2 separate regions of the Arabidopsis thaliana genome follow, and region 2 is linked to region 1. The links are chromatin contacts, called in public targeted proximity ligation maps. All regions are on one chromosome and are shown on one strand. The core of a region is the stretch at or near the end of the contact, and the rest is flanking DNA. Distances in the headings are between cores, read along the strand shown.

Region 1 (3,786 bases), core at 1,167-3,666:
TCCTCCACCACCATCTTATTATTCTCCCTCTCCAAAGGTTGAATACAAATCTCCACCTCCACCATCGTATTCACCTTCTCCAAAAACTGAGTACTAAATTTCTCGGCTGCCTCTATATGAGTGAAACTAAAAAATGTAATTCTTAAATAAGTTATCGAATATTATTCGATTTTATCTTTCCTTTTGTTCTCGTTTTTTAATTTCTCTTATCTAATCAATTTTTAATTTTCTTGGGATTTGGCTACAAAATTTTCTTTTATTTGTGTAACGATTGCTTGCGATCTATATAAACTCCTTTGCAAATTCTTGACTTTGTATCGTTTAAATAACTATATGATCCTCTAACATGGATCTTGTCTTTGGACAGCACACCTAAAAGCATGAATTATTTTAATTCTAGTATGTCTTCAACCTTAACGATCCACAATTTTTAACTCTTGGAGGTTTCATTTTCCTACCTAAATCTGGTATGGATTAAAAAAGAAAACTCAAACTAAAAAACAATTATGAGACGACAATTCCCAAAGATATCAAGAAGACAAGAACTACATTTTACTCCACAACTATATTCTATCGCATTATTTTTATTAAAAGATTTTCATTGATATAAAAGGAATTAAAAAGGAACTCTAATCGAACCATTACATCCAACCACAAAAGGGAAAAAAAAAGGTGAAAGTTTAAAACATGAAATAGCTAATTCAAGATTTTATATCTTTATTTTTCCGAAATATTTTTGTCCCTTACGATTAAATTCAATAAACCAAAGAACTAAAAGAGTGGTTGTCTAGTGGTAGTACAAGGGAATTGGTTTCTTTGTACACCGGGTTCAATTCTGTTTAGAAACAGAGAAATATTCTTTAAATGAAAATGGACTAAAGACTAGCTCCGGATATAGAAGAAGATTATAGATCCAAATTCCAAAACTTTCGCGAGCCCGAACTTTCTTAGCTAAACAAAAAGAAATCTAATATAAAAATAAGAAGAAGAAACAACCAAGGAACGATAAGAGGTAATTATGCTATAAAAAGCGGTCACTTGTCTTGGTTCTCGAGGATAGAAATCAAGTTTGCACAATCGGAAGCGAAAATACCAAACATCTTGCCGGTAGAGATCATGCATTAATTCCATTGCCCATAACAGATAATCAAATTCTGCATGGAGCGACAATAAACTCCGACGGCTACTTCTGAGACCTTGATGAAGAACTAAGTTTTGTTTCACTAGAACCCAACTATATCCGCTCAGAGCCATCTTCATGCCAAGGCGCATTAAACAGAGATCAAGATAGGGGGATCTAGATTAAACGTTGGAGGTGTGACAGAAATTATGGACTCTTCTTTTAGGGAAGCTTGTTTCCAAGCTGCAAGATGTTCAACGCTCACAAATATGTTAGCATATGATATGATTAGGTTTTTGAATTCTATATTTTTATATGTCGCAAGCGCACTACAATTAATAAATCTTCTTAGGGTAGAATTTCAATCCATAAGCAGGCTACTAATTATACCATGAATACTACCATTTTCCCCTCTTTTTTTTATTTATGATAAGGTTTCTACGTTAGTAACTCTTATATATATGTTTTGACTGTTACACACTTGTGGAATCATGATGGCTGGATTGGTGATTCGACCATTTTGACATTGAAAACCGGTCTCCCTCCAATTACCTTGAAGCGTTATGCAATAAGTGTAAATGTCTGCTTTCGAATGGTTTTAGCAGTCCATGAGGCTAATCGACCCAACCCAACTCATAGACTATAGAGTTACATCATTTCCGTTGCATGTCTCTTGTGACACAAAGAACTAAACAAGATAAGAGAGAATTAGAGAAGCTATAAAACATAAAATCACTACATGTCACATTTATCATTTACTATGTTGAATATTTTTACCGTTCAATTTAAAGAAATCCAACAATATGCTTAAAATAATTTTTTTGATTAATGTTTCCAAATTCTATATGTTCTTTTAATCATATGGTAATTGATTATTTTCGACCATTCTGATAAAGTTTGGAGTACACTGTATTTTTTTTTAAAAATAGAAGAAATGTATATATAAATTAACTAAGAATATATTAAGTTTTATTGTTTTAATAAAGTAGTTTCATTGCTGCATGCACTCTGCCATTTACATAAAATGCAAGCCTTGTAATTTACTTTTCTTCATTAATTGTTTAAGATTTGTTTTCAATTTTAATTTTGTTAAGAAAACAAATCTTAATACGTTTTTTTATTTTGCTGGCTCTGAGGCAACAAACTTTTTTTACAATTACTTCTTTGTCATCCCCACTTAATCTGGCCTTACCGTTTTTATTTGGCTTCCCGGGTTATGCATAAGAAGATGTCAAGTAGGTGAGAGGTTGGTGTGCGTAGGGAATTTGCAATTAACACGTGTTTATTTTAACTCTCTTCAATTTTAAATGGTGAGAGTAGACGTAGCAAACTAGTCTAATCGCGAACTAAACCACTTTATATTTTTTGAACGAAATAGAAATTGTTGTAGTTTTCTATAAATTATTTTTTAATAATCTCCAAATAGAGCAACGTATCCACTTATATATATAACCTTATCTCTTTTTTTATTGGAGAAAAAAAAAGTACACTGTGATAATTTGAACTCATATATATACACACTAGTTGTGTGTGCTTGTCTTAAGAAAAAACAATGGGATCAATGGCTCAGAAATCGGTTTTGATGTTATGCGGAGAGTTCATGGAAGCCTACGAGACTATAGTACCTCTCTACGTCCTCCAAGCGTTTGGTGTTAGCGTCCACTGCGTTTCTCCTGGTCGCAAAACTGGCGACAAGTGCGTCATGGCCGCTCACGATCTCCTTGGCCTCGAGGCATTTCTCGAATCTTTCACTTTTTCTTCATTTCAGTTTTTTTCCCTTGCAATCGTTCTTTGCATATTTAGTAAAACAATGCGATCAAATGCTCATAATTGGGTGGACTTTCCCCTTTATTATCTTTATCCAAAAAGTTTAGATAATTGGGTGGTCTCAACCCAAAATGCATGGGCCTACTCTTAACAGTAAAAAAGAAGAGTTTCAATTTGACTTTTACCTTTTTACAGATATACACCGAACTGGTGGTTGACCATCTAACACTAAACGCTAACTTCGATGGCGTCATCCCCGACCAATACGACGCCATCATCATTCCCGGTGGACGTTTCACGGAACTTTTGAGCGCCGACGAGAAATGCGTGAGTCTTGTTGCTAGATTCGCCGAACTCAAGAAGCTCATCTTCACGAGCTGCCACAGCCAGCTGTTTCTTGCGGCGGCAGGTCTGCTCACCGGTGGAATGAAGTGCACGGCGTTCGAAAGCATGAAACCGTTTATCGAGCTCTCCGGCGGCGCATGGTGGCAACAGCCTGGAGTCCAGACCCTTTTCGAAATCACTGATTGTGTCAAGGACGGCAGTTTCATGTCCACTATGGGGTGGCCAACGCTTGGCCATAGTCTCAAAGTTTTGTTAGAATCACTTGGCTCCAAGATTTCTAGCTCTAAAGAGAATCATCAGACTTCTTTGCTTTTCTTGATTGGGGTAAGTAGCTTATTTTCATAAGACTCTCTTTTAGACTTTATATATTGGAATTAAAAAAATGGTCTGACTAATACGTAATTTTGGTATATTTAGGATTGTGTTGAAGATTATAGTATCAACGTACCATTTAAAGCGTTTCAAGCTTTGGGATGTAAAGTGGATGCAGTGACGCCAACCAAGAAGAGAGGTGAGAAATGCGCTACAATCGTACACGACCTTGAAGACGGACG
Region 2 (3,812 bases), core at 755-3,254, 33 kb after region 1:
ATTGAAAGAACGGCTCCAAATTTGAGAGCGCTTGACCAGTATGAGGCTATACAAGAGAAAGAAAAACAAGTTAGCCAGGAGTTTGAAGCGGCCAGGAAAGAGGAGAAGCAAGTAGCGGATGCCTTTAATACTGTTAAGCAGAAGAGGTAACTCGAAATTTCTCTTGTGAAATGATATCTAGAGCTTTGAAGACAATTGTTACCAAATATCAACGACTATATGGTATTATGGTGAAACCAAATACCGAACAAGTAAAAGTCTGAAGATTCTAGTTCTGGGGAAATTACCTGTCAAAGTTACTGTTTGGATACAATGCACACACATGCACATGTACAAAGAACATATTCAGTTTTTTCCCAACTAATATATTCCATTATAGTTTTTTCTGCTCATTTCAAATTGTTGTGCAGGTATGAGCTATTTATGGAAGCTTTCAACCACATTGCTAGCAACATTGACAAGATCTATAAGCAACTAACCAAGAGTAATACGCACCCACTGGGTGGGACTGCTTATCTAAACCTAGAAAATGAGGATGATCCGTTTCTACATGGTATAAAGTATACTACAATGCCCCCAACAAAGCGATTTCGTGACATGGAACAGCTCTCTGGAGGAGAGAAAACAGTTGCGGCCTTGGCGTTGCTCTTCTCCATACATAGGTATCCTCAACGACCTAGATATCCCATTTGTTTCAATGTTAAAAGTGATTTTGTAGGTTCATATTGATTTATCTGTGGTGTTTAGTTTCACTCTTTGAAATTGGACTAGAAGATGGTGATCTTGCCAGATGAAATTTGTTATTTGTGTCTGGAACCATCAGATTTGTTTGACTCCTTAGCATTGGTTTTACCAGTCTGGCATCGTCTTAGGTTTTCTGTTCCTAGTAAAATACCCATCTTCAAAATCGCTTTTTGTTTCTTTACGATCTGAAATTTGGCCTACGCTCTCGTGTAAATATAGCATGGTTGTTCTGCAAAAGAAGTTTCCATGGTCAGTTGTTATGAGGATTTGATGAAGTTTGTGGTGTTGATTACCTTTCCATTTTTCAGCTATAGGCCTTCACCCTTTTTCATACTTGATGAAGTGGATGCTGCGCTTGATAATCTAAACGTGGCAAAAGTTGCTAAATTCATTCGTAGCAAGTCATGCCAAGCCGCACGTGACAATCAGGATGCAGAGGATGGGAATGGCTTCCAAAGCATTGTAATATCTCTCAAGGACAGCTTCTATGACAAGGCGGAGGCTCTGGTTGGAGTTTACAGAGACACCGAGAGGAGGTAAGCAGAATATCCACATAAATCTTTTGTACATGCGTCTATTTTATTGGCATAATATCTGAGAACTCGTTGGAGATGTATTTTTGGCTGCAGTTGCTCAAGTACAATGTCATTTGACCTTAGGAACTACCAAGAATCGTGATTGGTTCAACAACCCTCGGGGGATTAGGGTTTAGGTAAGTATAAGAACCCTAACTTTGTAAGTATAGCAAGTACTGAATGATGTTTGATTGTTAGGTTTGTAATTTTTGTGTCACAATGTTAAAAGGTATTTCACAGTGGTAAGGTGCTTTATTTGCGATTTGATTTGGCATAGGACCTTATAAGTTCTGACACTGTAGAGAACCTATGGAACCTTTTCTTATGTGATACTATAAGAAACTCGTGATTTTAGCTGCATCTGATTGACGTTTTATGTTTTGATAATAGTTTTTGGAGACATGTTGTCAAAGTAGAAGTAAAGACAAATGTTTCTTTAATTCGTCGGACTAGAAATCAAATCTTCAAAAGCCATTTTTGTCGTCCCAATCGACTTTCAAAAAAGCTTTAAATTAGAACGACACAACAATGAATGATTTAACCCACAAAAAGCTTGAATCCAAAAGGTTTGACTTTTCAGAATTTAGTCTTAAAATTCCGTAATCCTATATATTAACGGATAAGATCCAACAGAGCTTCAGAATTTGTCCTTAACTCATATTCTTCTTATTTTCTATATTATAATTCGAGGGTTACGTGTCATATGCCTACTACTGACATCACTTGCGTCTTCCTTTTCTCTTGTCCTCTTTCGTAATCATTAAAGTAAGTACCTTTTAAAAAAAATAAAGAAACCAACGGTGGGAGAGGAAGCAGAGAGAGAGAAAATAAAAAAAACAGAAAACGAGAAAACCAGAGATTCATCAATTCATTGATTCTTTAGTTCTTCTTCGTCCGTCTAACCTTAGAAACTTATAGCTACAGCGAGAGAAGACGAAGAAGAATAAGAATAAGAAGAAAGAAAATTGAATGGCGGCAAGAGCCAACAACAAATACACCTCTATCAACTTCAACCACATCCTTCACAAAGATCCTCCTTCATCTTCTTCATCTTCCTCCTCTGCTTCTTATTCCTCCGTCGCTCGTTCCAATGGCCGTATGCTCGTCCTCACCAAATCTTCCCCCAAACCTCTAAGATCTCCCTCCGCTGCTCCCACCACCACTACGACCGCACCTCCTATCTCTACAGCTCCGAGGATTCCTTCAAATCAAGCCATCTCTGATCCAGATCCGAGTCAGATCTCTCTTCGTCCCTTAGGTCATACAGGATCTAGTTCCTCGCTTTCTTTTCCAATTCGGACTCCTGAAATCAACAAGGCTCCGGAGGTAAATGCTCCAACTCCGGTTTCATTGTCCCCGAAACCTGATCGGTTCGTGCCGCCGCATCTTAGGCCAGGTTTTGTTCGGAAAGACGAGAAACCTGGACTCAACTCTTCTCGAGTTAGAGATCCGAATCCGAATCTGAATCAGAGATTGCCTAACCAGGAACAGCCACGGCAGGAATATTTCGGTTATGGACAGCCCGGACGGCCCAAATCGGGCGGGTATGAGAGGATCCGTACGGATCCGAGAATAACCGGAAACCGACCCGGCACCTCCGGATGGTATGTTCATCCCTCTCGTAATAATCGTTGTTCTAGCATTACTAGAGAGTGTCTAGGCTTCTTAGCTCTGCCTCAACGGAATTATCTTGAGATTTATTCTACGTTATTGATAGTTTTTGCCTTTCATGCTGATAATTAAGTAAAATTGGAAATGAGATTATTCTGGTTGTTTGGATTTTTGCTGAAGAAGTAGTCATGGGAGCCGAATCCACCATGTGTCTGAACATTAGGATTCGTTTGACCATAGAGAATGTCATCTTCACGTGGATTCGATTTTGAGATGAGAAAGTAATATGAAGGTGTTTTTTGTGTGGAGAAGCTACTCTTGTTTGTCCTTTACTCTTTTTTTGTGTGTTTGATCCAAGGTTGTGTACTTAAAGCTATATATATTATATGATGGAATCATATCTGTTCATTGCTCATCTCAACTCTATTCTGTATAATTTTCTGGGGGAAGTTGTAACTAAAGTTCATTTGTCTGTGCAGATGAGCTTGCTGGGATGATGCCTAGTTAACTCACTCGATGATGGAGGTGGAACTTTACTTACTTCTGAACGTTGAAAACAGTGACTTGTCATTTCTCACTTCTTTTGATCAAACCAGAGATTATCAAAGACCAACCCCCAAGATTCAGTAGATTTGTAGAAGAATGTTGTTTTGGGATCAGGCTGGGTGATACTATGACACAAATAACACTTGTTCTCTTACTTGTCTCACTCATGTTTCAAAAACTTTGTTTATGTAACTATAATTCTGTTATAGCACGTGTTGTTTAGGTATTAATCTATAGATTCTATTACCATTTGGTTTATAAGAAAAACATTTGTTTCTGGATGTATGTTTCAGCAAAAGAAATTTCCACTTTTGTTTATTTCACCATTTGCAATTG

The links.
Region 2: a contact with region 1 is called in a targeted proximity ligation map of shoot, with 12 read pairs. A contact is called at or near these places in 3 of 26 Hi-C or Micro-C datasets (root, shoot and vegetative nucleus) and 1 of 2 datasets of targeted methods (shoot).

What each region holds. Positions count from the first base shown.
Region 1 is chr3:20,208,376-20,212,161 of TAIR10.1, forward strand. It overlaps DJ1F (Class I glutamine amidotransferase-like superfamily protein), which reads left to right and starts at 2,417. Exons shown (of 4, transcript NM_115317.6): 1 at 2,417-2,852; 2 at 3,083-3,556; 3 at 3,650-3,786. The coding sequence starts at 2,673. It overlaps HRGP1 (hydroxyproline-rich glycoprotein), which reads left to right. Exons shown (of 2, transcript NM_115316.3): 2 at 1-396. The coding sequence ends at 97.
Region 2 is chr3:20,242,280-20,246,091 of TAIR10.1, forward strand. It overlaps AT3G54680 (proteophosphoglycan-like protein), which reads left to right and starts at 2,005. Exons shown (of 2, transcript NM_115325.5): 1 at 2,005-2,923; 2 at 3,410-3,801. The coding sequence starts at 2,289. The coding sequence ends at 3,410. It overlaps TTN8 (Structural maintenance of chromosomes (SMC) family protein), which reads left to right. Exons shown (of 18, transcript NM_001339686.1): 15 at 1-146; 16 at 411-662; 17 at 1,053-1,280; 18 at 1,374-1,767. The coding sequence ends at 1,422.